Regions from separate parts of the Gadus morhua genome. Here region 2 is linked to region 1. A link is a contact called in public Hi-C data. All regions are on one chromosome and are shown on one strand. Each heading gives the region's core, a stretch centred on a gene start, on an enhancer-like site or on the middle of the called end of the contact. The rest is flanking DNA. Distances are from core to core; before and after follow the strand shown.

Evidence for each region. Hi-C and Micro-C count contacts between places; a contact is called where the count stands out from the background.
Region 2: a contact with region 1 is called in a Hi-C map of blood, with 4 times the contacts expected there. The contact joins the promoter of adnp2a here to the promoter of ano10a in region 1. A contact is called at or near these places in 2 of 6 Hi-C or Micro-C datasets (blood and gill).

The regions. Positions count from the first base shown.
Region 1 is chr11:18,708,015-18,711,880 of gadMor3.0, reverse strand. It overlaps ano10a (anoctamin 10a), which reads right to left and starts at 1,510. Exons shown (of 14, transcript XM_030369572.1): 1 at 1,336-1,510. LOC115553402 (1-acylglycerol-3-phosphate O-acyltransferase ABHD5-like) reads left to right here and starts at 1,573. Exons shown (of 6, transcript XM_030369584.1): 1 at 1,573-1,648; 2 at 2,078-2,119; 3 at 3,300-3,385. The coding sequence starts at 1,620.
Region 2 is chr11:18,906,879-18,910,980 of gadMor3.0, reverse strand. adnp2a (ADNP homeobox 2a) reads right to left here and starts at 1,838. Exons shown (of 17, transcript XM_030369564.1): 1 at 1,496-1,838. zgc:136493 (D-glycerate dehydrogenase) reads right to left here. Exons shown (of 7, transcript XM_030369579.1): 6 at 3,603-3,699; 7 at 2,099-3,008. The coding sequence ends at 2,855.

The DNA.
Region 1 (3,866 bases), core at 261-2,760:
ATAAAATAATAATAATAATAATTCTAATATGTATTGGTAGTCAATGCGGGGCCCTATTGTTGTTAAGGCAGCTGCCTTAACAACACAGTACTGGGGGAAACACTGCCGAAATTTGCAGACTTGCAGTTTAATCTCAAAGATTGTCTATCTAACAGGATATTAATGCTAACTTAGTAAGAATATAAGTAATCAGTCATGTGTGTGGCAATGAGGAATTACCTGTATTATAGCCATACATGTAGGCCTACCTAGCAAATGGGCCATAGCATTAAATGGTCAATGCATAATAGCTTTAATAATAACAATGCATCTAGAAGTTGCACATTGCAATTGACAGTGGCAGCTATCCAGGATCTAAAGAAGGATGCAACATGTCAAACAAGTGAATAGTCATTTCAAGTAAATAGTAATTTATGAGTAAGCCAAGGAGTCATGAATGCTGCGCCCATGTATGAAGCCAGCCAAACAGAAATGGCACCAGGAAACATTAACCAGTGTCGGTTTGAATCCTGTGAGGTTTTAGATATTTAACAGACTATAATATTGCGTGTCACATTCAACCCAGGCATGAATGACAGGTCTACTGGAGGGGTTACTGTTTGGGACAGCTGAAGGCGAGCTCTCAACCAGAGTGGGTGGGACTTGGCAGCCACGTATTGCTGTAACTTTGACTGCAACTTTATTGTGGAGAATAAGTTACAGTACACAATCTTATATTTGGATAACTAAATATCGTGGTCATGTCAGTTGTCAGGTTCCGTTTCAGACCCCTCAGAATTTAATACAAAAAAATGTTGTTTGCATTATCATAACCTCAGTCTATTCGACATTTACTAAGAAGTCGGACCCAGGGGTGACAAGTTCATGATCACCAGAGGATAATTTAACCTGACCATTTGATGGCCCTTAGGTGCATCACGAGGGGGAGATGTAGAAGTGTATTAAGTTATCCGCTGGACTTCAGTCATGGGACTTCAATCCAGTCCACGTCACTAGTCAATTTAGCAAACGTCTAAGGCATATCACACCCACCGACCTCATACCAGCCAGCGATGATTAATCTCAGCACACAAAACAGGATAATTTAATGAATCGACAAATAACCTGGTTGAATGTGGATACAACGTCCGCATTCAATACAACGAACACATGCCAAGACAAGACGAAACATAGTTTGCAAAAATACAAAACTGCCGATTGTTTGCAATGGGGAGGTTTCAAACTTGAAACTACTTTTTAAATGAATGCAAGTTAATGACATCCATTGGCTGCAGCGATGCTTGCACACTGCACTGTGATTTGTGCCTGGTAAAGAGAGACCATCACCCCACTTACCCAATGTCTCCTTTTCTTTGAGGTGCAATGTTTAGATATTTTGACAGGACAGGATTTCTTCCGCAATGTGTGGTTTCCCGTTCTTGCACGGTCATTCGGTGCGCCTGCTTTCTCCACACGGAGCGCACAAGAGTTCCACGTTGGCCCACTGAAACTGCGCAGTGTTTCGGACACCACCCGCACGGGCTGTGAGAAGTAATAAAACACACGCCCCCTTTTGCAGAGTACACTTCATCCCGGGGAGTGACGTCAGTGTGTCTGCGATCACATGTTCGTGAGGAAGAATGGCTGATATAACAACTAAACAGACAGGGTGAATGGCACTTACTTACTTGTTTTTTTAACATACATATTATATTTGGAGTTAGATGAAGTTTATATTAATGTATGTTCCCGATACAATAATTGTGTAAAAGCTCGATGTCTCCGCGTGTAAATGGGTTGATTTCACAAACTTTGGAAGTGTCATCTGCTCTTGTTCAGATAAACAAAGTTGTTATCTCAGTGATTGCTTGGATTTTTTGAGTGGGATACTAACAATAAGAATGGCATTTGTCTGCCCTTAACTTGGTAATGACCAATGAATGAATAATAATATAGTAAATGAAAGTATTTCTGATATGATGGATTCAATCTCTGTCAGTCAGCATATTGATAACAGAATGATTCCATCAATATTTTGATTTTGTTTTAGCTTCAGAGTTCTGCTTCAGCGCATTCTGACGTTTTTCGGTGTCCACAGTCTTTATAGCGGTGTGTTGGGGATCGTGGATTCAACACTGAGGTGACCCCTGCAATTTGTTTATTAAAGCTCAATTAAATATTAATAATCGTCTAACATATTACTAAAATTCCTCGAAACTAATTACCTGAATTGCTTTACTTTCTGTAACCCTTTGAATGTTGTTTGTCATTCATTTCAGCAAATTAGCAAATTGATATTATAAGTACTGTACATCCCTCCATTATAAGTCTCCATTAGTTGATGTTTACACCACCCTTCTTTGCTGCTCATATGTAGTAGAAAGCCCCATATCAACCAAGTCAGCTGTTTATGTAAAGCCCAGGGGAACATATGGGGCTTTAGTAACGCATGTCTATTACACTATTACCATATTAAGTACGTATTTCCTGCTTGACATACATTTGATGTTTTAGAGTTTGTAGAGTTAACGATAAACACATCAAAAACGACACATATCTAAAAAGGCAATATGAGAAGCTGCATTTGGAGCAATATCCTTCTCCATTGAGTAGCATGTATTATGATGGACTAAGTTATGTAAATATTTGACATATACATTTTTATCTGTCTATGGCTATTGTTTGTCCCGTACTATAACCGTAGAAACTCACCAACCTGTCTCCATCAAATCGTTATCCTCAGGAAATTAGCAATGGCATAGATATTATTAGACTAGTACTTTTGCGTAACGATATGTATTTTGGCTTGTACTGTGTTCCTCACTGTCCAGCTTATTTATCTACTATGTTAGTTTACATGTAGTAATTATTATAAAGGAATGTTAACAAACATCTTTGGTGCATGCATAATCCCAAACCCTAATTTTAACAACTTCCCTTAATTGTCAATGTATTTGCCTTTGGATATAATCGTCTCTGTCTCTGGGTGTGCTCCATCCACCCCTACCTCAGGTGTTGTCCCAGGTCGCTGTGATTCAATGGATAGTGTCTGTTGGTCGTGTGTTGTCCCAGGTCGCTGTGGATTCAGTGGATAGTGTCTGTTGGTTGTGTGTGTTGTCCCAGGTCGCTGTGATTCAGTGGATAGTGTCTGTTGGTTGTGTGTGTTGTCCCAGGTCGCTGTGATTCAGTGGATAGTGTCTGTTGGTTGTGTGTGTTGTCCCAGGTCGCTGTGATTCAATGGATAGGGTCTGTTGGTCGTGTGTTGTCCCAGGTTGCTGTGATTCAATGGATAATGTCTGTTGGTTGTGTGTTTTTCCCAGGTCGCTGTGGATTCCCAACTGGCTGCCGGCATGGTGCCCCACCTCCGAGAGCCAGCTGAGGGCTGCCGAGGACCGGATGCTGCGCTGTGAGTAGGGCTCAAGTCAATCGAGCTCAGACCGACATCGCGATCTAACAGAACGCGATTTGCAAATCGCGTTTTGTTGTTGTTTTTTCTTTTCTTTGGTGATTTGTTTCTGTTACTGACTGGAGATCGGTAAGATTCATATTCATTTTTATTTTACGATTCAATAGTCAAATAAAGATCTTATAATATCATTTAATGCATCAATTCATCTCAACACATAGGCCTGGCCTAAAGGAAAGAGCAGTTCATATGTTGACTGCTTCCAATGTTGTGTTGGTCATGCTATAGAATGATTTATTGCTTGTTTAGTGAATAATACAGAACATAAGGAACAAAAACAAAGTTAGGGCCATACGGGATGGAGTTGACTTTGAGTATAGGTTAACACTCAAATACTGACTTGGATTTGAGGACTACCTGAGTTGAATAACAACTACTTTTGCCTGCTTTATCCTCACCTCACCAAAGTGAGGTGAGGTGC
Region 2 (4,102 bases), core at 589-3,088, 200 kb before region 1:
TCCATAATGTTTCTAAAAAGCTGCTTCTGATCCACCCTGATTATAGCGTAGAACGATAACGACAAGGCCAATGTTTAGCTGCAGGACTCCTGGAACAGAATTTGATTAGTATAGCCCTCCTAGCTGTGGTCAGACCATGAAGAATTGATGATTGGTAATAGTTTGCCGTTTTTCTTTTGTTTTAAGTATCATTTATCATCATGTTATTTTTTGGTCATTATTGTTATGCACCTTTAGATAATTGAAGGTCTGGCACCTTTATACAGTAGGTCTGTATTAATATTAAAAAACTCTTAATAATAATAGCGTTAAATATCATTAATTAAAGCATTGTACATTGCCATGAGGTGCCAGGATACGCCACCTACAATAGTATTTTGTAAACGATCAGACAGACATTAGCATCGCTAATTTAAAAAAACAGCATGCAGGTGGCTAGCATTTTCTGTTTAGCATTTACTGGGTTGTCCCTTTGACTGTTGTCACAGTGTATATATTCGTCTTTATTCTTTAAGAGCCAAAGTTTCGATTTAAAGTCTGTCCAGTATCTGCATAGCTCTGCTAGCTAACCAAGCTGGGGGCTGCATTGTGACTGTGGTCCCGATCTCAAGGTTTCTTCCGTTTCTCAAGAAATCACAAATGAGTCTCGTATTACACTGAGCCTCGGCTCTTTGTTTAGAGAAGCCCTCACGACATCACATCAGCGGACCAGAAGCAGCTCTATGCTGATCATCAAGAGGTGCATCAGTCACACATTTCCATTTACACACACACACACACACACGCACGCACGCTTCTAACTTCTTATCACACAACCTCAATAGAAATCCACCAAAATGCTTTGTGTGACTTAGAGCATATATCATGCTAATTCATAAGTGTCTATAAACACTACAGCAATAAACACACAGCTCTGATTCAAACCCATCCTCTGACAAGCTCTAAATCCCCTCAAACGAAAAGGACCCTGTCAGGGAACATCTCAACTTCTGACTCCTGCTTCACTTTCCTCCATCCTCAGATCAGGGCTCTTGGGGGCGTGCCGGTGGGGGGGGCAATCTTAATATATATTGTGAGCTTAACAATTGCGTTCGGTGTAGTCACACACTCATGTCACACAAATAAACACTTTTCGTGAGCAGGTTACTAGCTTTTGATCGTGGCATTGTCATACACACATCACCGTTTGTGTCAACACAAGCTTTACCTCCACCCGGCAGAACAAACGCAGCTACCTGGGGCTAGCCTGATCTTCACTAAACCAGATCTGAACCCGGGTCCTCCTGGGGCTAAACGTGGATATTATGTCGCTGGATAACGAGCATGAAACTACAACGGCTGATCAGTCGGGCGGACCTACGAGCTAGCGAGCGTAGCCGAATAGCGCCGAGTGCCATTCAACACAACTTTGCACCCGGTTCCCGGTACAAAGTATGGTAGGTTAGTGCGTAACATGACGGTCTCGGAGACAAGAAGCGGGTTGTCCGTCGCCCACCTGGTCGTGCGTGTTGATGTCTCACTGTCTGGAGGAGGCTGGAGGGCAGCGCTACTTGTACCGGGGCCGGCGTGCCCGTGCGTCCTCCTTCACCAATCCGGCGCGAGGGCTAGGACTTCGGCGTCACTCGGGCGCGCTCACGAAATTGTTACCCGAACAGATGCAGGTCCCCGGAAGCCACTTCTCTTATCATTACTACCGCTAATCTGCCTTGTATAGACGCGCTGCATCGAACTTAACTTATTCGAATACTAACCATGCCCCCCTTTTTGTTCATTCCTGCCAATAACACAACTCTATTGCGAGGGAACATGGCGGACAGGAAGTGGGGAAGTGACGTCAGAGTCATTGCCTAGACTGTCTGGTTAAGAGACCAATCAGAGGCTTGGGGGCTGGTTTCAAAGGGAGATTGACACCGGTGATGAGCAAGTTTGAAACATCCAGGTGTGATGGAGGCAGCACACCTGTTGCACCAACATCTGCCAACACAACACCTGTACAGATGTGTCACCATGGTGATTGGGAGGGTGTGGCTTGTTTGGCTTGAGAATGGGGAGGAGTGATGTGCTAAGGATTAAGGGGAACTGAAAGAAAATAAGGGAATGAGGAGGCATCAGTTGGATGTCTTTAATTTAAGATAATGATAGTCTTGTAGCAAAGAGCTCAAGGCAGCAGGAGCACATGAGAGCTTACACACTGGTCAACCAGCGAACCCAGGCTTTGAGCTGGCATCATAATTTTTTTGTCTTGTTTCTGTCTGCACATACAGTAGAGATCTGATTGAACAAAGTGTAAAAATTTTTTTTATCACAATTAAGCAAGTACAATTAAGTATTTCATTATAAGTCATTCAGAACATATTAATGTCTATGGGAATAATTCATCATACATATATGGTTCATATTAAGATAATAACTTTAAATATTTTTTTATTACTTGGAAGCTTACGTTTAAGTCTAAATGAATCATGATTATAAGATATATCCTGCAATGTACCTTTGAAAAGCTTTGCTCTATGGTGTCCCTATTATAATTAATGGATCATTTACCACAGGATTTTTTATAAATTAATGGCATACATAATAATACTTACGATTCGACTACGACTAAAGTATTAACACATTTAGCTGATACGAGGGGATTTACAATAGAGGTGAAGAAGAATAAATTATAACATTTCTAAAAACATCTGGGTAAATACAGATTAGCTATGGAAATCAACAGATTAAGATGCGATTCCTAGATAATTCACATAGATTATATGTACTTTATAACATCATTATTACTACAGTACTGATAAGATGTCTGTTGCTTTTAATGATAAAAAGGTATCAGCCTCTCCAGTGGCTTTCCAGAGGATCAGACTATGACCTCATTAGGGGGTGTGTCCCCAGCCAATGCTGCAAGCGCATTGGCCACCATTTGCTTAATCATGAGACAGGTCGTCTCCAATGTGTGAGTCCCCATGTGGGGTAGCACGATGACATTAGGAAGAGATAACAGGGGATGGCCTCTGAAATGTCACACAAACACACACACACACACACACACACACACACACACACACACACACACACACACACACACACACACACACACACACACACACACACACACACACACACACACACACACGTTAAGTTGCTATTACAATAGTGTATAGGAATGATCTCTTCTTTTCGCTTTTAATAAATAAGTACACTAACAAAAACTGCATGGAAAGAATCCAACAACCAAATAGCATCAAACATCAGACTCCAAAAAGTTTGACCTTAATGTTTGACCTCTGTTACTGTACTGCGCGGTTATTAAGCCGATGTCTAAATAATATATAATTGCAAGGCAATACTGCAGTTACCAATGCAAGTGATAGTGAAGTCTTTTGGGAGTTTTGTTTAATTCATTTTTTATCAATTATTATCGATTTTTGTTCATGTATTCTTTATTGATGCCTTTAATTGGCCGTATTCATCTAACCTACATATTACATAACATTAACGTAGGGGTTAATGTAAATTCAATTGCACTGCAGAATAGGTCCCACACTATGATCATTCTCTAGGTGAAACAATGGCCGTTTCATCACGGTGTTTGTGCGTGCGTTTACCTGGGCAGCGGTTCAGGGTAGGTCACATCTAGCGCTGCAGCCTGGATTACTTTGTTCTGAAGAGCTTCAACAAGGGCCTCCTGATCCACCACTTTCCCTACAAACAAACACGGGAATATTGGGATGCAGTCGAGCATGATCGAATGGCGTGATTCTATCCACTGGAGCAATTTATTGCTTTGTTGTATGCTTTGTATTCTACATTCAAAACACATTTGTTGCAGGGGTTACTGACTGGGAAACCCTGAGAGAATAAGGGAACACGAAATGAGGGAGTGGCACAGGAAATGCATAGTTTTACTTATACGTCTCACTCTACATGTGGCCCAGTGGGTGACAACGCAAAGCAAGCAATTCTTACAGAAATACGGTGAGCAAAGTATGTGTCTGTGATAGCCTGATATTCTCACATGTGCCCACAGACTTTTGTTTGATCAGTGTAACCTGTGCCGCAAATAATTGGACTTATTAAAAGCACTGTATGCTTTTTGCTCCACTTC